2 separate regions of the Rattus norvegicus genome follow, and region 1 is linked to region 2. A link is a contact called in public Hi-C data. All regions are on one chromosome and are shown on one strand. Each heading gives the region's core, a stretch centred on a gene start, on an enhancer-like site or on the middle of the called end of the contact. The rest is flanking DNA. Distances are from core to core; before and after follow the strand shown. Region 1 holds the start of Cdc42se2 (CDC42 small effector 2). Region 2 has its middle 71 kb from the start of Cdc42se2.

Evidence for each region. Hi-C and Micro-C count contacts between places; a contact is called where the count stands out from the background.
Region 1: a contact with region 2 is called in a Hi-C map of Schwann cells, with 4 times the contacts expected there. The contact joins the promoter of Cdc42se2 here to the enhancer-like site in region 2. A contact is called at or near these places in 4 of 12 Hi-C or Micro-C datasets (Schwann cells, frontal cortex and liver) and 1 of 1 datasets of contacts at active chromatin or transcription factors (oligodendrocytes).

The regions. Positions count from the first base shown.
Region 1 is chr10:39,403,517-39,408,509 of GRCr8, reverse strand. Cdc42se2 (CDC42 small effector 2) reads left to right here and starts at 2,738. Exons shown (of 6, transcript NM_001126089.2): 1 at 2,738-2,824.
Region 2 is chr10:39,331,925-39,336,671 of GRCr8, reverse strand. No RefSeq gene overlaps it. Among named protein-coding and RNA genes, the nearest start is that of Cdc42se2, 71 kb to the left of the region's middle. Within about 2 kb of position 1,856, at least 3 of the 93 cell types and tissues checked have an H3K27ac peak or open chromatin away from gene starts, as enhancers often do. A contact at or near this core is called in Schwann cells, where this site is marked.

The sequences.
Region 1 (4,993 bases), core at 1,489-3,988, 71 kb before region 2:
ATGTAGAACGGGTTGGTCTTGAACTCACAAGATCTTCTGGGACTAAAGATATGTTGTCCCCATGGCTGCCCTAAAACTTTGTTTTAAAAAACTGAATCATAAGGTATAATTTTTAGTTTTGTTTTAAATCATAAAGAATAAATCAAATATGTAAAGAGACCGCTACTAATATGATATTGAGCAAACCATCGTGTATATCTACCGTTAAACAATACTATCATCCAAGCTAGGCCCATGCATGTAATCTCGACATTTGAGAAGTGGAGGCAGGTGGATTGCCATGATTCAAGGTTACCCTAGTCTGTTACTAGGGTAAGTCTGGCACTTACCCTAGTAAGTGCCAGGCCAGTCAGATCTATGTATGGTGAGACCTTGTGACAAGAAGTTGTAACAACAGCTGTAGCAACAAAATAATATTCGTCTAATTAAAAGGGAGTATGAATGGCCCTAGCAACCAAAATTAGATACTGTTCAATCAATCAATCACACACACACACACACACACACACACACACACACACACACACACTTTTTGAGACAGGATTTCTCTGTATAGCCCTGACTGTCCTAAAACTTGCTCTGTAGACCAGGCTGGCCCTGAACTCATAGTGATTCACCTGCTTCTGTCTCCCAAGTGCTGGGATTAAAGGTATAGGCCACCATCGCCCAGTCTCACATGAAATAATGGGTAACCATTCCCATAAAGATTGTTACCTTTTATGGATAAGTGGTAGAAAATATTGTTTGTATAAGGTGACCGTATTTGCATGTCAAAGAGCAATACATGTAATGTATGACACTTGGGAAGTTTTTGGGTTTTTTTGTCTCAGGAAAGTTTTCTGAAACAATGTGCCTTTAAGTATTATATCCAGTTTTCTCTACCCTATCACATTATTCTTACTCAGTGAAATAGGATACAAGGATGTCACTGGCCAAAAATTGCATCAGATATCAAGTAAATGGTTACTGTATACAAAAGAACTGAGAAGTCCGAATGTTCATGGTATGATGTAGGTTAAAATCTAATGGTTGCTTGACTGGAAGAAAGTAGAACCAAGAGGAAACTGAAAATAAAATTGGTTATTTTTGTTGTTGAACGTCTTGGGGGCATGTGATTTTTTTTTTTTTTTTATTTCTTCTAGGCACTTAGGACAGATCAGTTGAGTAGAACAGTTATCCCCAGCCTTAAAGGTCGACATGTGTAGCTCAGTGGTAAAGTACTCACCAAGCCAGAGCAGGCCCTGGGTTTCATCCTCAGCACTGCAGACATCAAACCCAGCCAACCCAAAAGACACCCAGCTTCTGCTGGGGAAGACACACAAGAACAACATTATGGAATAAATTGTGCAGATTGTTCCTGGAGCAGGAGAGCAAGGGCGATAAAAGGAAGGCTTGAGGTTATAGCAAGGTAAAGTAGTGGGTTTAGGCTAAGTGTCATTGTCAAAGATCTGAGTGGAGTTGAGGGGTGAAGGTAGACATTAAAGAATGTCCTAGTCCCTGAGTGCAGTCTGGACTTTGCAAGCATCAGTGAGGTTGGGGATGAATTCTGAGACCTACAGGGGAAAATAAAAAATCTCAGGGACTTTGTCAGCCATTGTAAAGATCTTATCTTCTACAGTAACTGGAACACTGGTGGATTTTGATCAGATGAGACATGAGCTGACTCTCTTTGTGGGAGGATATTTTCCCTGTTGTTTTGACAACACAGTTTGTTGATGGTGGTTAGGGAGGCCATTTAAGAAACCCACTGGAAGTACGACTGAGGCCACGGATGATAGAAACAATGTAGGTGAACAGTCTGATTTTATTTCGAATGAACCGTACCAATTACCCTTATGGACAGATGCAATATTGAGAATTGGAGGAACCAAGGAATACTCCAGTTTTGGGATTGAACTCCTAGAAAAAAGCCTACCAATCGTGATGGTCACGCAGCTCCCTGTCTGAGTATGTGCGGCTAGATTCCAGTGGAAAGACACCCATTTGTTCCTTGCTTCTGGGTAGGTAAAGTGTACAGCTAATGTAGTCGTAAGACAGAATGTGGTGGCTGAGTTAGGAGGACTGCTGTGAGATCCAGGTCAGCCAGGATTCTACTACAAAAGTCTTTAGGCATGTGACACTTGTCATCCCAGCACTCGGGAGATGGAGGCACAAGATCCAGACCACCCTTAGCTATATGGTGAGTTGGAGGCCAGTCTGGGCTACAAAAAGACCCTCTCTCAAACAATGACAAACCAAAACTAAAACCAAAACCGATCCCACAAGAAGTCACAGAGACACACCGGACACTTTTCAAATGCTAGGTGGATATTCTTGGCTCTCCAATGAGTCAGTGATTCTGATTCCTTAAAAGTAGCATGATCTAAGCGTTTGGACAAATAGTTTTCTTCGACTGCTACTGAGAGACATCTGGTGCTAGCCAGCTCTGCCTAGCAGCGCCCTCGCTTGCCCGGGCGCGTCTATGGCCGGATCCAGATAGCAAGGTGTTGTGGTGCGAGGCCCCGGCCTCCATCTTCCCCATCGCCCACCCAGCGGTCACTCTGTGCGCGCTTCGCATCCCCTAGGTCTCGCCACTCCCTCGATGGGCGGCGCTTCACAGCGACCAGCCCGCCTACTGGGAGAGAATGGGCGGGTCCCTGTAGCGGGGGAGTATCCGCGCAGCCGCACACACAGTTTGTGGCTCCGCCTCTGCGCGCCAGAGACTAGGCGGGAGGGCGGAGCCCGAAGCCGGGAGCGCAGCTGCTGGCGTGTGGAGATCCTAGGAGCTTCGGAGCCGGCGCTCGGAGCCGCGCGACTGGAGCAGGCGGCGGAGACAAAGGCGACGGTGAGTGTGGGAGAGGGCCCCGCGATGGCCCTGCCGCTCGAGGCGCCAAGTACAGAGCCGCGGCTCGGAAGGCTGAGGGCCCGGGCCTCTCCGCGCTGCGGACTTGGGCAGCGGACTGGGGCTGAGGGCTGAGGCTGCGGCGGCTCCATTTTCCAGTCTGGGCGAGGTCCTCACGCGAGGACCGGCAATGGTTCTCTTCATTCTCCGTGAGGCCAGTTTCCACTGTAGCTTGCACCTTCCCGATGGGGGAGGCGCTACGGACCCCTCCCCCAGTCAGCATCCCGGCCAGTCTGGACCGGCGCGGAGCGGCTGGACTCCGGGATTCCGACTCCCGCCCGGCCTCCCCGGGACCCCGGGACCCCGGGAAAGGAAGCCCGGCCACTGCTTTGCAGTCGCTCCGGCGACTCTTACAGGTTGTTGCACCGGGAGATCCCATCTACGGTGGTGAGCATTACTAACGGGTGTGGTAGGTAGCGGCTCACTGACGTCGCGTTTCGAGCTGAGGAGCAGCCCCATGCCGGTTGATTTCGGGCAACCCTGGGAATTCCGCGTTAGCAGCCGTGATTGCTGCTGCTGAGCTTTCCTGGAGGAGTTTGGTGGTGATGTGCAGAGCGCAGAACTGAAACATTCTGGGCCTGGGAGTACAGCTTAGTGGTGGGGAACTTGCCTTGAATGTAGGAGGCCCAGAGTGGTTCAGTTCCCCAGTACTCCCACCCGCCACAAAGAAAAAGAGAAAATTAAATGCTTTATCAAATGTCTTACCGCATAATACATGCTCAGTAAAATACTGATGTAATGAATGAATCTCAAAACACCACACGAAGCTATTCCTACTAGTAAGATTAGGCACATAGCTTCTTGACTCGGATAAAGGACTCTTGGAAAGAATGCTAGGCAAGTTTTTGACTCCCCCCTCCCATGTAAACTAGCGATAACTAGTCAGTCATTCTTGACAGTTTTGCAGGCAGTACCTTTGAGATGTGGAATTTTTGAGAGCAGTTGGGTTACAAATTTCTGTTTCTTAGCAGACCCGATTTCTCCTCTTCTTTGAAAATAATTGAGAAAGATGTTTGGGGTATATTTTGAGGTCTATCTTTCTATGTAGTAGGAGTAAAGAAGTGTATGTGCTTTTGAGGGGCTGTGGCATGGTCTTGAATCTATCTCTGTGAGTTAGGGAGCGTTCTGAACTTTGAGGGAGGGGACCTTGGTGGTTTAACGTCACTGTTTACCCAGCATACTCATTAGACACGTATTAAGTGCAGAGAGATTTTGAATGCTGTTTGTGGAAGGGAACAAAACTCCAAATGATTTCTCTCTTAAGCTTGAGCATGAAGTTCGTTCTGTGGTTTCCATGTAGCAAGTGAGAACCTCCTCAAACCCCTAGGGCCACTTCACATGAAAAAAAAAAAAAAACAAAAAAAAAAACGGCTGGTGAATTTCAGGAAGTGTTCATTCATAGCCTCCTACTTAAAAGTTAATGAGTAACTCTTTAAGGCTAAGATTATTGGGTTATGGTTTCATTTGCCATCTTAATAAAAATTCGTGTAGGTTTTAAAGCGACAGGAAAAACGGTTTCAACAAGATGGAGTTTTTATTCTCCCCTGAACTAGATTTTGCTGCCGTGTTTTTTATCGATAGTGTGATTCCAGATGTTTCAGTAAGACTCTTTGTAATAACATTTGTATATTAAAAAGTCCCTGCTCTGTGGTTAAATCAGCACTTGCTGCTCATCTAGAGGATTGGAGTTAAGTTCCCAGCACCCACACCTGATGGCTCACAATTGTCTGTAACAGGGTTATGACGCCCTCTTCTGGTCTTCATGGGGCACCCGAATATAAGTGACATACACACGTATAGACATAATTACAAAACAGTAGCAACAACAAAAAAAATCCCCAAAGATGGGTAGGGAATATGGGTCTGTTGATATGAAATCACTGGTTCAGCCACCAGCACCACAAGCTGGAGTGATAGTGGGAGCTTTATTACCACCAACACCTGTGATGGTGGAGGCAAAAGGATCATGAGTTTAAGGTCGTCTTTGGCATAACTAACACAGACTTGAGGCCAGCTTGAATTATATGAGACGCAAAAGGCAAGATAAATTAGTAGCTTCCTTTTGTTTTGGATATTTTAGCCGTTTTATTTTATCTCACTTTTTTTTTTTTT
Region 2 (4,747 bases), core at 607-3,106:
CAGAAGAGTAAAGCTCAATATGCATCACTGTACTCACAAGAGCCCCAAAGTGGCAGGAGCCAAGGGTAGGTCAGTTGGACATAGAACTGCCTCATGGAACCCGATACACAGAAAAGCCAGAGCATCTGTCAACAGGTTTTGACCGCTTGCCCTGTATGTCCACAGAGAGGAAGTTGACTTAAGATGTTCTTTTCAGTGACAGGATGGCTCAGACTGTGAAGCCAATGGCCTGAGTGAACCTAGGGATCCAGATAGTAGACATGGAAAGCCAGCTGCAGGATGTCCTCTTGACCTGAACACGCACACGCACACACTCTTATGCCCACTCCTCCCCAACAGGTGTGATTTTAAAAAGTAAAACCAGAACAGAATCTAACTCCTCCCCTTTACCAAATCACCTAAAGTGATTGGTAGGAATGGTCCATGGGCTTAGCAGTTAAGAGCACTGGCTGCTCTTGCGAAGGCCTGGGTTCGGTTTGCAGCACCCACGTGAGTGATGGCTCACAGCTGTGTGCAGTTCCAGGGGATCGACCTCCTTGTCACTTACACTCAAGTACACATACACACACACCTCAAAAAGGAATAAAGATTGCCTACAAATGAAATACTTGTGAGAAAAATTAGATAAATGTTGGAGGGATGACTATGATAAAGCAGGATTGCTACACACCTTTAACTCTAGCACCCCTTAACCATTACGTATATTGTCTTTAAGTCTCTCCCTCCAATCCTGTGTAACAGTCAGACCTTTTGTGACCTGGCTTCAAGTTTTGATGGTTTTGTCCCCATCTTCATTTATATAACTTTATTCTATCTAGAATAATTTATCCCCTTTATTAGAGATAAGATCTCATATTGACATCATTTGTAACAAACTTAGGGGCTCGTTGATCCTAAGAGAGTTCACATCTCAGCAATGGCTTTAGAGGTGTCAGTAACCCAGCCTTCCTGGGACCTGACAACACCTCCCCAATTTCAGGAGATTACATCACCCCGTACCATCAACAAAAGAGCTGGGAGGAGAGAGAGGCCAGGGAACATTTGTTTTGCTCATTGCTCACTGCCCAGGTTCTGGGTGAGACTCACTTGGGACCTAACATACAGCATGTGACAATTTTCCAACATGATCCATACCCACAAGACATTTTCCTTCCTGTATAGTTATGAACCCAGTGATCTAAATATTCATAACTACTCTGTCTGCAGGTGGAGGGAGACACCATGAAAAGCTTACTAAGTACCCCTCATGAAGACACCAAGGTGCAGGGTAATACAATCATTCTATCAAGTGGAATAACTGCCTGTCAAACTGCTAACAATTTTTTTCTTTTTGTTCTTTTTAAACTTACAAGTATCTGCAACCCTGGGACTTCTAAACAGCCATAAAAGCTTATGTCTAAGGGTCTCAAAAGCCGTGGCATCAGGCTGTTTTCCCCTTAGTCTTCTGTGAAAAGTAAAAATAAAATCAAGAGTATCCAGGTGTGGAAGGGCAGAGACAAAGGTAGACCTCAGGCGTAGGGCAAAGGAGTCCCAGTAACAACATAGTGTCAGAGGAACTGGCTTGGAGACCCAGTAGAAACAGCAGACGCTAGGATACAATAAAGCTAACCCCAGTCATCCTCCCCAGAGTGCACAGCTAAGGGACTTCCCATAGAAAAACTGGCCGTGCACCACAGGGGTTGCTCTGAGGTGGGGCCCAGGATCCACTTGGGTGGACAGGCTTCCAGAATGCCTGGGGTCTTGGCAGAGGTAGGGGAGGGGGTGGGGCTGCCACACTCCTGCCAACACAGTAGCTCAGGCAATTCTGCCCCAGCCAAGTTTGCAGAGCTCAGTGGAGGAGGCTGTAATGTCTCCTCATAACCAGATGGAGGAGCCCTTCCTTTGTCTTTAGTGATATCAGAGCCATTCTTTTGTTCTATGAATGGGATCGAAGATTCCTTCTTCCTTGTGGAATGAGTCCCTTGTTTTAGTTGGTCTTTTTGTGTCAAAAAAGAGATCTATGGGACAGCAGCTCAGCTCCAAGGAATGCGAGGAGCAGGCTTTAGGGCTGAACATGAGCTTGCAATCTAATTTATCCATCTTAACCTAGTTGAACCAGTGGCTAATTTCCTCAGAGAAAGTTCTTTCTAATCACCCTGGACAAAGGGGTCTCTGTAACATATAGAGTTCTCTAGCAGACAGGCAGAATATTCACTCATGTCCACTCAAAGACTGCGACATTCCCTCCCATTGTTTTCCTATGTCAGCTGTCTTAGGAAGGATCTTGGAGACACACATCCCTACCCTACCTGTTAGCTCTCCTAGAAAGCTTCCTTAGGGCTTGAGCAGAGCCCTCTTAGATCTTGTAGGGTTGAGACCTGGGGCCCAGGCTCAGCACCTTACCTTTCCCTGCAACTTCCCGATCTCTGAAGGAATCTGGAGTAGTGATCAATGGAGGGTCAGGTCACTTTTCACCTTCCTGGGGCTCCTCTTTTCCATCTAGTTGAACATTGTTTCCAGCAGCACAAGAATCCAGGGTGTAGGAACATCTCGCTGGGGCCTCCACATGCTATAGAAGTAATGTCTTCCCAGTGAGGAATACTCTATACACTCAGATTAACGAACGGAAAGCTCTTTGACAATGGTACACAACTGATTCTAGCTGATGTACAAAAGGGGACCAGCCTGGGACAGAAGCTTTTACCAGCTTGTGAAGTCTTTAGGTTTATTCGCTCTACATATGCTCTCGCCCTCTCCAGGTCTCAGCTCCAGGTTACACTTTGAATATAAACAGAGACAGGAGACCACAAACTGGACACTAGGACGAATGGAGAGTTGCACAGCAAAGAGATTGCCAGGATTATTTTAAGTACACCAGTGTTGTCCTTGTTGAACAGCTGTTTCTCAAAGTCATCTTCCCACCAGGCAGAATTATACTTTTCCTGATGATATAGCACATGAGACAAAATGGCCGATCAAGATTTAATGACTGTTGTGACACTGCACCACCCTTTATGGCCATATTACTTGCTATGGGGATGGGCCTCGTGGGTGATTGTAAGTCAGGGTTGTCCCTTGCTATGGGAATGGAGCCCAATTGGAAGTCAGTGAATAAACATTAACAGAAACTTCCTCAGCAATCCTTAGTCTCAGCTGTGGTACAGAGTTTCTATAGTTTCTAAACAGCATGGTTAGAGTTAAGGCCTAGGTTACTGTTACCTGGCTAGCCTGCCATCTTGTGCTGTTACTAATGGCATAGAGCAGCTTTCTCATATGCCGTTACTAGGCTGTTCTGTGCCTTCTTGTTCTTGGAAACAAATCACAACAGAACAACAGAAGTCAGAACTGCTTTGTACAGTGAGCCACAATGAGCTTGGACCTGAACCAACCACTGAGCAGCACTACCCACACCTGTGTATGAGCTTTTATGGTATTTGCCTTTCTAAGCTACCCCTGGGATGGACCCCAACATAAGAGAGACGCCTGCACCAATATAAGAAACTATTTGGAGTAAGACTTCCATTTTGAGTAGGGTAAAGTTTAAGTTCCTAAGATCTCTCTAGGAACTGGCATTGTACTGTAGTAAGAGACTGTCTGTGGGTAACTGACACCCTAGTTGACAAGTTAAGACATAAGTGTTATACAAGTCCCATCCTGGTTGACACATTAAGACATGAATGTTAGCTATACAACAAGGACATGTTCCTAAGGAAACCTCTTACCCTAAATCCTGCCTGGTGAAATAATTTGGCACAGATATTTTTAAAAGCCATATACAATCTTGACACATCAGTCAGTTCCAAAGTCTGACATGTGGCCCTGATCAGTCTTGGGGTGTGGTGTTCAATAAACTATTCCTATTTGACTAAGATCAACGTCTGAGTGGTTTGTGTAGTGATTTCCAGACCCCAACAGTTAGCACAGTATGTTCAACTTTGTGTATGTTACTATTTATTTTCTAAGCAAGTTTTTATTTTTATTTTTTTGTTTTTCAAGAGTTTCTCTGTGTAGCCCCGGCTGTCCTGGAACTCAGTATGTAAAACAGGCTGGCCTCCAACTCACAGAGATCCACCTGCCTCTGCCTCCCAAGTGCTGGGATTAAAGGAGTGTGCCACCACACTAGGCTAAGGTATTTGTTTCTTAAAAGTAAACCTCCCGAGCGCTTGCCTAGCGAGCGCAAGGTCCTGGGTTCGGTCCCCAGCTCCGAAAAAAAGAAAAAAAAAAAAAGTAAACCTCCCACTGGGGGGGGGGGTCACATAGCAAATATCCTGCATGCATATCAGATGCATATGGTTCCTAAGAGTAGTTAAATTAGTTATGAAATAGCAATGAAGTACTTCTATGGTTAGGAGTCACAACACGAGGAACTGAACTAGAGAGTAGCATTAGGGAGGGTGAGGAGCACTGCTTTAGCACATCAACTGTATTTTATCAAGTTTCTCCTGCTTTATTTCCACTTCCTGATGGTCGGAAGCAGGTGCTTCTAGCACAGCACAGCCACCAGCCCAACACAGGGAACCATGGAAGTTTCCGTCTCACGGGATCTGGCAAGCTTGCAACCCCAGCTATAACCAGTCTGCAGCCACACAGCTCAGCAGGCTTACCTCCAGGTCTCTGTCCCTACAACTGGCCTCTGACATACGGACAGTAGGGCAGCCTGACTGGGAAGGGGTGAGGCCCATGCCTACTGACAGCTTCAGAGTAACGGGCTTGCAGCCACGACCTTGGAATGACCTTGGAATGTTTGCAGTCCTCACCTCTATGGTCT